Regions from separate parts of the Triticum aestivum genome. Here region 2 is linked to region 1. Evidence: chromatin contacts called from public Hi-C data. All regions are on one chromosome and are shown on one strand. Each heading gives the region's core, a stretch centred on a gene start, on an enhancer-like site or on the middle of the called end of the contact. The rest is flanking DNA. Distances are from core to core; before and after follow the strand shown.

Evidence for each region. A called contact is a pair of places that touch in the nucleus more often than the background predicts.
Region 2: a contact with region 1 is called in a Hi-C map of leaf, with 4 times the contacts expected there. The contact joins the promoter of LOC123079171 here to the promoter of LOC123079168 in region 1. A contact is called at or near these places in 2 of 5 Hi-C or Micro-C datasets (both in leaf).

What each region holds. Positions count from the first base shown.
Region 1 is chr3D:399,614,150-399,619,534 of IWGSC CS RefSeq v2.1, forward strand. LOC123079168 (probable alpha,alpha-trehalose-phosphate synthase [UDP-forming] 7) reads right to left here and starts at 4,005. Exons shown (of 3, transcript XM_044501857.1): 1 at 1,839-4,005; 2 at 892-1,165; 3 at 1-185. The coding sequence starts at 3,925.
Region 2 is chr3D:400,595,489-400,600,611 of IWGSC CS RefSeq v2.1, forward strand. LOC123079171 (ras-related protein RIC2) reads left to right here and starts at 3,497. Exons shown (of 2, transcript XM_044501859.1): 1 at 3,497-3,894. The coding sequence starts at 3,659.

The sequences.
Region 1 (5,385 bases), core at 2,755-5,254:
CCCACAGTGCATGCAAACAATGGTGTTTTGGGGGCAACCATGCCCCTTTTGATTATGTCCGCAATGTTTTCAAACATGTCTTCGTCAGACCTATCATCACCAATACACAATACAAAGTCGGCCTGCTTTCCTCTCTCTTTCATTGATATCAGTATCTTTTCAGCTATTACTCCCTTGCTTACTCCCTGGAGAATTAGCATAAAGAAACAAGAGATTCGATGTTAACGTTGAGCATATATCACATATCAAACATGCGACGCAATTTTGAGAGGGGGCACACCAACAAACTAAACCAGAAGGTGCAAGTGATGTCAACTTGTGTGACCATTACTTCAGCTCAATGTTACTAAAAGAACTAACACACTTGCAGAAGAGAGAACAATGTTGATAGTAGGTGGGGAGGTGAATTAGTTAAGGCCCTGCAATGTGACATGACACTGTTTGCTTTTTAACAAAGCTAATGAGCATGCACATATGATTATATCAAAACTACGGCAAAGCAGCCCATATTGCTTAAAGCTGCTTTCAGAAAGCTCTTCTACAACCACAAGATAAGTTAAACAGGTCGTCAGCACTTATAAGGTCTTTCCCAACCAAGAGAAAAGCTAAACACAACTAGCAAATGCCTACTATATTTTCCAATGAGCAGAACCACACCTAACATAACTGCATACAGATTACAAAACAAACAGGTTATCTACTGTGGCAAAACAAAAGCTACTGGCTAAAGTTAGTAAGGACAAATATGGAAACGACTGATAAAGTTTATTTATACACAAAAAAGTGACATGCGTTTTCTATGGTAGATACTCTCTAGGTGAACTTGTCAGCTAAATGGCAAAAATAAATAAATGAAGAAAGGTATTTGAGAAATTAAGGAGATGCACAAACCTGAGGTTTGACTTCAACAATAAACTGGCCACTCTTGACAGAGACTGGTTCATTTGCCAGTACACTCTCCAGGTGATCAAGCATCTCTTTGGCCTGTGAGGATCCAAAGCCTGGGTCAGCATCCTGATGGTGCCACACCAAAGCACTTTCCTTGGTCTCAATGTAGGATCCATCAGTTGATTCTGTATACAAATTCATCACTGGTTCAGCCATTTCCATCCATCCGAAGTCCGAAGCCTGGGCGCACGTTTGCCACTCTTCATCTCTACTCCACCTACACATGTTTAGACAGAACTAATTTAATTGTTTGCTCCTTTTTGAGAAAATCTGATAGTAGCCAGCCAAGCAAAGTTAGCAGAGGTATTATTGTCTACCTTAAGTAACGAAGCAAATAATTATGACCGATTCCAAGAAAACACTAAAGTTTTCATATTTATATGAGCTCTTCAGGTGACTTAGCAAGGAAAATACCAAGACATAGTTGTGCTGAATAACGAGTGAACAAATACTAGAGATACATATGAAATCATGGGGGGTGAAAACACGGCAACTGCCTCGACTCTGCTTGAACTGGTTTAAAGATAACTCCGTATCATGTACTATCAATACTGAATTACAAACATGACAAGACCAAACATGAAAGGAACCATCACCCTATTCACACTCTCCATTCCATCCTTATGGGGTTATTTTTCTGAACTTTTTCCTACAGTCTATAACATTCCAGTTTCAGAAACCAAAACGATTCTGATAATTATAGCAGGTAACACCAAGAACAAGCCATGAAATAAATGTAGTTAACTGTTTGGTAATATCTGATTATTAATTAACAGATTAGCACAATCTGTATTGCTGTTACTGATTATATCAAGATCATAAGGTAAATAAGATTATAAAGTTCCTGCTACCAACATTATCAAGAAACGTGTCAAGATGAAAGACGGTACCTTAAGAAGTAGCCATGTTCAGCTGCAATACCCAGCTTCGGACACGAGGAAAACCATTCGCCCAATTTATCCCTGCCTCTCCCGCTGACAATAAAAACTATGTTCCTTTCATCTGAGCAGAGGGTATTGATAATCCTCAGAACTTCTGCACTAGGTGTCTTGTTGATGGAAGTCTGAGGCACCAATGTTCCATCATAATCAAGAAATATAGCTCTGCTCTCTGACCTCTCGTAAGCCATAACAATAGAATCCATGTTAAGCTTTGTGAAATGAGGGTCTAAGGCCACCACCCTGAAACCAAATCCCAATCCAATGCCCCAGCATGTCCTTCTAAAATGGTCCTTGCAAGCCCTCTCCAAGTCCTGGATGAAGCTCTTCGACCAATAAGCAACATCATGAGTGCTGACATAACGGTAGTGCTTCTCGTGCCTCAGCTGCTTCTCCTGATCAGACATTGAAATGGCCTCATTCATCGCCTCTGCAGTTGCCTCTACATTCCATGGGTTAACCCGAATAGCACCACTCAAAGACGGTGAGCACCCAATGAACTCTGACACCACGAGCATGCTCTTCTTCGGCCCAGTCACCTCCGATGAGGACTCCGACCTAGGTGTCCCCTGCCTACAGACGATGTATTCATATGGTGTCAAGTTCATCCCATCCCTTACTGCGGTCACTACCACACATTCCGCGATCGTATAGTAGGCACTCTTCTCCACACTAGACACATCCCTATCAATAAAAACAACAGGGCTGTACCCGGACCGGCCAAACTCTCCATTGATCCTATTGTAGCTCTCACGAATCTCAGCTTCGATGGCTTCCAGATCTTTACCCTTCCCACGGACTGGCTTTGCAATCTGCACCAACACTGCTCGTCCCTGCCACTTGGGGTGCGTCCTCAGCATATTCTCAAAGGCAAGAAGCTTCAGATTGATCCCTTTAAAGATGTCCATATCATCCACACCGAGCAACACAGTCTTCCCCTCAAACTGCTGCTGCAGCTCGGAAACTCTCCACTGCCTGTCCGGCAAGCACAGAACCGCCTGCAACTGATCCATATGAATTCCCACTGGCATGATTTTGATCCCAACAGTGCGGCCAAAGTACTCCAATCCAATGTACCCACGCTTGGACTGGTATTCGATTCCCAGCATCCTACTGCAGCATGAGAGGAAATGCCTGGCGTAATCGAAAGTGTGGAAGCCAATGAGATCACAATTGAGCAGCGCCTTTAGGATCTCCTCGCGGACAGGCAGGGTGCGGTAGATCTCCGACGAGGGGAATGGGCTGTGGAGGAAGAAGCCGATGCGGAGGCGGTTGAAGCGGCGGCGGAGGAAGGTGGGAAGCGCCATGAGGTGGTAGTCGTGGACCCACACATAGTCGTCCTCCGGGTTGATGACCTCCACGACCTTCTCGAAGAAGAACTTGTTGGCGAGCACGTATGCCTCCCACGAGCCGCGGTCGAAGCGGCCGTTGCCAGCCGGGGGAGCCGACGATGAGGAGGAGGAGGAGGAGGTTGCTGTGGACGCGGAGGAGGCGAAGGGGAGCATGTAGTGGAAGAGAGGCCAGAGCTGGCGCTTGCAGAAGCTGTGGTAGAAGCGGTCGTGGAGGGACTCGGGGAGGAACACCGCGACGCAGCGGAAGCGGTCGTACAGCGCCTGCGAGACCTCGTCCTGCTCGGCGAGGGGGATGTCGGCGCGCACGCCGCCGACGAAGAGCACCTCCATCTCGTCGGGAATGCCGTCGCGGAGCTGGAGGAGCAGCGAGTCGTCGTCCCAGGAGAAGGACCAGCCGCGGCCGTCGGGGCGGCGGCGCGCGAGGATTGGGAGCTGGTTGGAGACGACGAGCAGGCGCTCGCCCGACACCGAGGAGGGCACGTCGGAGGCGACGCTGTTGGTGGCGGCCGGCTCCGACTCGTCCTCCCCGTCGAGCTCCGACAGCGTCCCCGGCACCGTCATGACCCGCGACATCCGCTTCATCCCGAACGAGCCCGACCTCCGCCGCGCCCCGCCGCCGGCCGGGCCGAGCGCGGCGAAGTTGCCCTCGGCGAGATCGAGCAGGTTGGTATACGACCGCGACATCATGGCTGAAGCAGGCGCCCGGAGAATCTGGCCCCTTCGGATTCGCGGAACGGCCGACGTCTCCAGCAGAAACCGCGAGATCGCACCCTCTCTGATCTTATCCGATCTGATCTGAGAGAGACGGCGAGCGAGGGGAGGGGGGTGGGAGAAGTGGCGTGGTGGGTTTTCGAGTTTGGAAATGAAACCGGAGGCGAGAGGTTGGGGACGGGGGAGGAGGACGCGCCCCGTATATTCCACGGGGTGGGGTGGGGGTTAGGCTGAGGCCCGGCGCGCGACTCCCTCGTGGACTGCCGCCCACTGACAGCAACGGGCTGCCTCCGGGTCGGTGGGTGCGATCCCCGTGGACCGCGCCTATCTAGGGTGCGCACAACGGGGGGCGAAGGGGATAAGGTTTGCGCTCGCACTCTCCAATGCCAGCTGGCGTCACGCGCCCCACCATCCCTCCCCGTGTGGGGCGCACTCACTTATTAACGGTTACGATGCGGGCTGCTACAGGTGCGGCTGGACGACGGACGGACCGGATCCAACCGGTCGTGGGCCTGCTTGCTCACATAATTGCTGGCCATTTTAACTGCTCCGGTGGCTCATTTCGTCCTCTCTTTTTCCGGTGGGCGAGAAAAACGTGTCCGGTGCGGGCGCGGCCACGACGCCGTGGCCCGGGTGACGCAGGGCGTGACGCGCGCGCCGGGGAACTGCCTGCGCACCGCTCCTGTATGCTCGTTTGTAATAGTATTGTTTTGTTCCTTCTGCTGCATTTAGGGCATTTACAACGCACAAGCGCTTAACCAGGCGCTTAGGAAAGGAAAATAAATATTTTTTGGCTTAGTGTCCACGCTGGTGTCCGAGCTTCCAACGCTGGAATTAATGTACGGGCGCTACACAAAGTAGAAAAAGAACAAGAAACACCCCTAGCACCCAGTGACATCTTTTGCGCCGACGCTAGCTGATTTACTGGGATTGAATGGGATTCTGTTGAAACTACCGGGAATTAGATCCTAGCGCCCGTGCTTAGCACCCCCATTGTAGATGCCCTTAAGATCTTTTTGGAGTCCCGGCTAACAAATCTGTGGTTTTTGGTTCAAAGGTAAAGCCTGTGGTTCAGAATCCATCATGTTGAGCGTCGCTCGCATCGCATCCTCGGGCCGCAACTACGATGCCGTGGCAGGCTCATCAGATTGGAAGTTGTGTGTTGTCTTTTACTATGTCTCAAGTCTCAACAGACAACAGGTTATCTAGTTTTTGTGATGAGGTGGGTAGGGCCTCCTGAAAGCAGCTTTGCAACCCTCGACCGGAAAAATAAGATCTCGCCTCGCCGTGGCCATTCAGCAGTCGTGATTCTGAGAAGGACAATTATATGAGTTAAGTAATACTCGTACTAGTACTACAGGTTAAGCTTAACATAATCCAAGTGGTCATTCTTAATGAAAAGCGCATAGGCGCTTAAGCAGTTCAAGAAGCCGGCC
Region 2 (5,123 bases), core at 2,247-4,746, 980 kb after region 1:
CAAGAATTAGGTCAATCAGAGCTATGTGGGGCCCACAAGTCAAGGGGGCATGCCTACCCCCTAGGTGTGCCGACCTGGTTTGTGGAGCCCACGCTGGTCTTCTCGTCCTCTTATGTTCCAGAAAAAAAACACCGTAAAGTTTCATCGTGTTTGGACTTCTGTAGGTATGGTTTCTCTGCGAAACAAAAAACATGCAGAAAACAAGAACTGGCACTGGGTACTAAATGAATAGGTTAGTCCATACAAATAATATAAAATGGCATATAAAGCATACAACAGTGATAATATAATAGCATGAAACAATAAAAAATTATAGATACATTGGAGACGTATCAAGGCTGAGCACTAGAAGACCACATCACATTTAGCTAACATACCACTTGTTTCACTTGATCTAACATGGCAATCACAACTTACAACGTTGTCTTTCATTCTTAGGATCACCCCAAGGACGGTGAGTACCTCAACAGGCCCATCCAAAACTACTATCAGATGCAGACCATCTTCTCCTGTGCTCTGGCTATTAGCAAGGATGCCATGGTCTCCAGTGAGCCTCTTGATGCACCTTCCTCTTACTATCCCGAGATCCAGGAGCCAAATACCATCATTCTTGATGGCCCTAACAAGGTTGGTGATCATGTTCTTGGTCCCGTGAGGAAGAGGAAGAGGCCCACCTTCGTGAAGGAGGGGCTGAGCGCCTTGACCATCATGACGAAGGCCATCAAGGAGGTGGCATCCGGCATCACGGACAATAGGCATCTCGATGTGCATCCTGACCTCTACAACGCTACCATGAACACCAGGGGTTCAATGAGGAGGCTTTGATGGTCACTCTTAGCCACCTCCTGAACAACATGACACAAGGTCCTGGGTTTATTGGGATGGAAGTGGAGCACATGACACTATGTGTGGTGCAAGGGTTTCTGGTGGTGGTGGCATGCTGCATGCATGATGAGATGTATATTTTGTGGTAGCTAGGGTTTGAAAGTTGTTGAAGGCCTGTATATTTTGTTGTTGTGGTATATACTAACATCTCAGGTGAATTTGCGGTGGTATGATTACACCCTCTTTTGATGTGTGGTAGGATAACACCATAGTAGGTAGGATGAACCTGTGGTGCTTTTGGGTATATGAATCATGCATGCTTATGTTGCTTATGGTCCATATGTTCTTGTCAACTTGTCTTGCTTGTTGAAATTTTGTTCTTTTGTCTTGCTAGATTTAAGTGGTATGTGGTGTACTCAGGGAGGTTCCACAGTTCATGGCAAGCATGTCATGAACAAGTGCACGATTACAAGCGCAACTGCTATAGAGAGTTTTTCTAGGAGGCAGAGGATGAATACTCTAAGTTGTGCACCTAGAAAGAAGAGCAATCATGAAGTTGTGGTTAGGGTATATGTCGAATTGGGTTAAGCAGACTGGAGAACTCTAAACTCCGTCCAATTCGTCGTGGTTGTGGTTTTGCTGTTATCCTATCCCTCTTTATGATGGTATGTAGCATGCAATGACATAATTCATTACGGTGGTAGATGGTAAGCTCACCACATAGAGTGCAACGTAACCACGTCACCGAATGTGTGTAATCAAACACCACGTACTGCATCAGGCCCGTCGAAATCCTAAAACATAGGCAACCAAATGTTATTTTTTTTGTTTTTGTTGCCCTAATGCAACCTAGAGCTTTGTGGGCAACCAAACGGGTTGCAGAACACGACCCATGTGATGTATCCCTTCAACCAGGCTTCACGAGGGCACTCGTATAAGGGGGCCAAAATTCATGCGAGCAACCAAATACGCCCATACCAACAAAGTCAATTTGCAAAAAATGCCTGGTTGATTTGCTCCTCTGGAGGAGGAGTACCATACATTTCGATTTACAAATTGACTTTTGGGAGAGTCCAACTCACATATGAGGTTTGGACACTAGACTATATAACCCTTGAATTTAAGATATAGAAAGGTAGTCTGGAGAGCAGTATTGCAATATGCTGAGTTTTTTTTGGTCAAGGTCCTGACCTCTGCATGCTCGAATGATGACTCAACAAATTTAAACTTTGTTACCAGAGGGGCTAATATGAGAAGTTGCTACATGATAAATATTTTTTTGAAAAAAGATTCAGATCTATCATAAAAGTTCATTAGAAATACAATGCACCTCAAGCATAATAAAAAATTACATTGAAGTCTTTTGACCACCAGACGACCACTATCGCTGTCAAAATAAGCCGTCGACGCTCCCCTGCCAGAGTCGGCTTGACCTTGTCGATGACAGTCGGGAAGTCTTCATGCACGTGCTCATAAGGGCCAGCACCTTGAAGCCGCAGTTGTCGTCGTTGAACCCTTGAATAGATCTGCAGCAACTGACACCAAATCTAGCCGTCGCGAACGCATGACGAGAAACCCTAAGTCACCACCCCAAGGAGAGAACATGAATTTACGCCGAAGCTCCGTTGACCACATACAAATGGACGAATTTGAGGAGGTTCGGAGTGCGGAACACAAATTCAAAGAAAAAACACCGCCATCCACCGAGCGCCGCACCAGCGAGGACTATAAAGCCACTACCCTAAACTACTAGCCAGAGTGAAGGCATTGAAATTCCCTTCCCCACCACCGACCGCAGAGCGACATGCAGAGGGAAGACGAACCCACGGGCTCATCGGCAAAGTCTGGAGGGGAGATTTTGCCTAGCCACCGAGAAAAGGAGGGGAAAACGCTCGGAGAAAAAGTCGTCAGTTTGGATGAAGCATCTTAGAATGAAGTATTTTTCTACACTTCTCGCAAAAAAGAGTATTTTTCTACACGTTCATGGGAAAAACTCTATATATTACTCGCACAAGAAACTCTATATATTGTTCAAAAACTTTATTGGTCGACCGTACAAAGTAAAAAAAAAACGTCGCGTATTCGGGGGACGGAGGTCGTTTCCGTGGAACCCGAGATCCCGTGGATGCGGTGTGATATTGATTCGGCTCGCGGGGTCCGATGTGTGTTCATGTGCAGGATCTCGGATGCGCCGCTGGCATTCCCTGTAGCCGCATTCACCAATGCACGGGGAAGCAGACGGCGGGGGCCGTGGTCCTCGATAGAAAAACGACCGACGGGGAGTCGGGGACGGGGTCGACATAGCGCACGCCGTTTGAGCCGACGGCGTCAGGGAGGATCCACCGCGCCGACCGGATCACGAGCCGAGCCCGCGCGCCGCGGACTCCCCCGCCTCGCACGGCGCGGGACACGGTCGCTCGCTCGCACCCACCGACGAGGAGGAGGCGTCGCCGCTTTTCTTCTCTTTCTCGCGTGCGCTGGAGCGGAGTCTACGAAAGGCAAAGCACTTTTCCCGCTGCCCCCCTTGTAGATTCAAGTATCACTGGGAGAAGAAGGGAACGATAAAAAGGCTCTGTGTTTATTGTCATAGTCGCAAAATCATAAAATCGCAGGGGGTTTCATGCACAAGAACAGCGCACCAAATAAACATTTCAGATTTATTACGACTGCATAGCATAGCAGCAGCCAGTTCACACTGTGTCGCTGTCGCCCATTACTGCTCCGTCGTCGTTCACAGCGACGCCAACGCTGCACCCAGACCCCGCGAGATCCAGAGCCCAGCACTAGCAGGTCGGGGAGGAAGAAGGTCCAGGACCCGCGAGGCAGGGAGGCGATGGCGGGCAGCGGAGGCGGCGCGTACCGGGCGGAGGACGACTACGACTACCTCTTCAAGGCGGTGATCATCGGCGACTCCGGCGTCGGCAAGTCCAACCTGCTCTCGCGCTTCACCAAGAACGAGTTCTGCCTCGAATCCAAGTCCACCATCGGGGTCGAGTTCGCCACCCGCAGCCTCCAGGTCGACGGCAAGGTCGTCAAGGCCCAGATTTGGGACACAGCCGGTCAGGAGAGGTGACTGCCTGCTTGCCTCCCGTCTCTTAATTACTACTCCTACCTCTTGCCGCTTCCCGTTAATAACTGCTCAAATCGGTAGTAGTAGTAGTAGTATGCTCGCCAGTATGGATTTGCTTTGCTTGCTTCATGATCTGCTTCTTAGGAACCAGGATGCTACCTTCCCTTGGCCATTCATTTGCTCTATCAAATTAGTTTGGTGATGCTGGTAATCGGGTGATTGCTGCATTTTTGCTGCCAGTGTAGACGATCTTGGTAGAGTGTGCACGGATGTGGGTTGGGGTGGAGTAGTAAATCAGCGGCGAGTAGCAAATGAGGTATCACTGCTTGGTATCCCAGTTCACGTCTGGGTTTCACTTGGTTGCTCCTGCAGGGTAGATTGGACGCCCAGTTGTGATTTAGCGCTTGGGAATTCCGTGTCTTACATCTATAAGTTTAGTGGTTTGGGGATGAAGCAGTTGAAATCATTGTTTGTGAACTAGTGGTTGTAGTTTCATCTTTCATTGGCGTGCATACATAAATCAGTGGAGAGATGCATCGTGATATTGTTGGATTGTGCACCAGCACACTTGGTGTGACCATGCGAGGGGTGTGATTGGAGAAGGTAAGGTGTGTCACAAGTATTGGAAGATCTGTTGGTGTGGCCTTGGGGATGAAATGACCACTGCAGAGGGTTCATCTTGCTAGATCTCACGGTAGAACTTAGTCATTGAATCACTGTGCTTCTGCATCATGTGGTGGCATAATTACACTTGTACAACATAAGTTGGTTCCCAACTTAGAGCATCTCCAATAGATGATGTAAAATACATCACCAATAAGTGGTTGGAGTAAAATTACATCACCAAAAAGTGGTTTTTTACATCACCAAAAATGTGCAACTCCAACGATGATGTAAAATAGGGCAGCCGCGCGGCAGCCGCTCCAATAGATGATGTAAAAATAGGCCAGCAGCACAACAATTTCAAGATCATCGCACACATAATCAACAATATGCCAAATTCAACATCAACTTCAGATAAGTTTTTCGACAAAGGATGGATTTTATTGACTCAAAATGAAGCATCAAGTAAATACAAACATAATGAGCACGCATCCGGCCTCTGCATAGCTAGGATGCACACAGCCAACACGAACGCACACACACAAAAAAACACGACAGCAAATAGCAAAGTCATACAAGACCAAAGCTATGCTTAAGCGAGATAAAAAAAACCTCCAAAGCGATC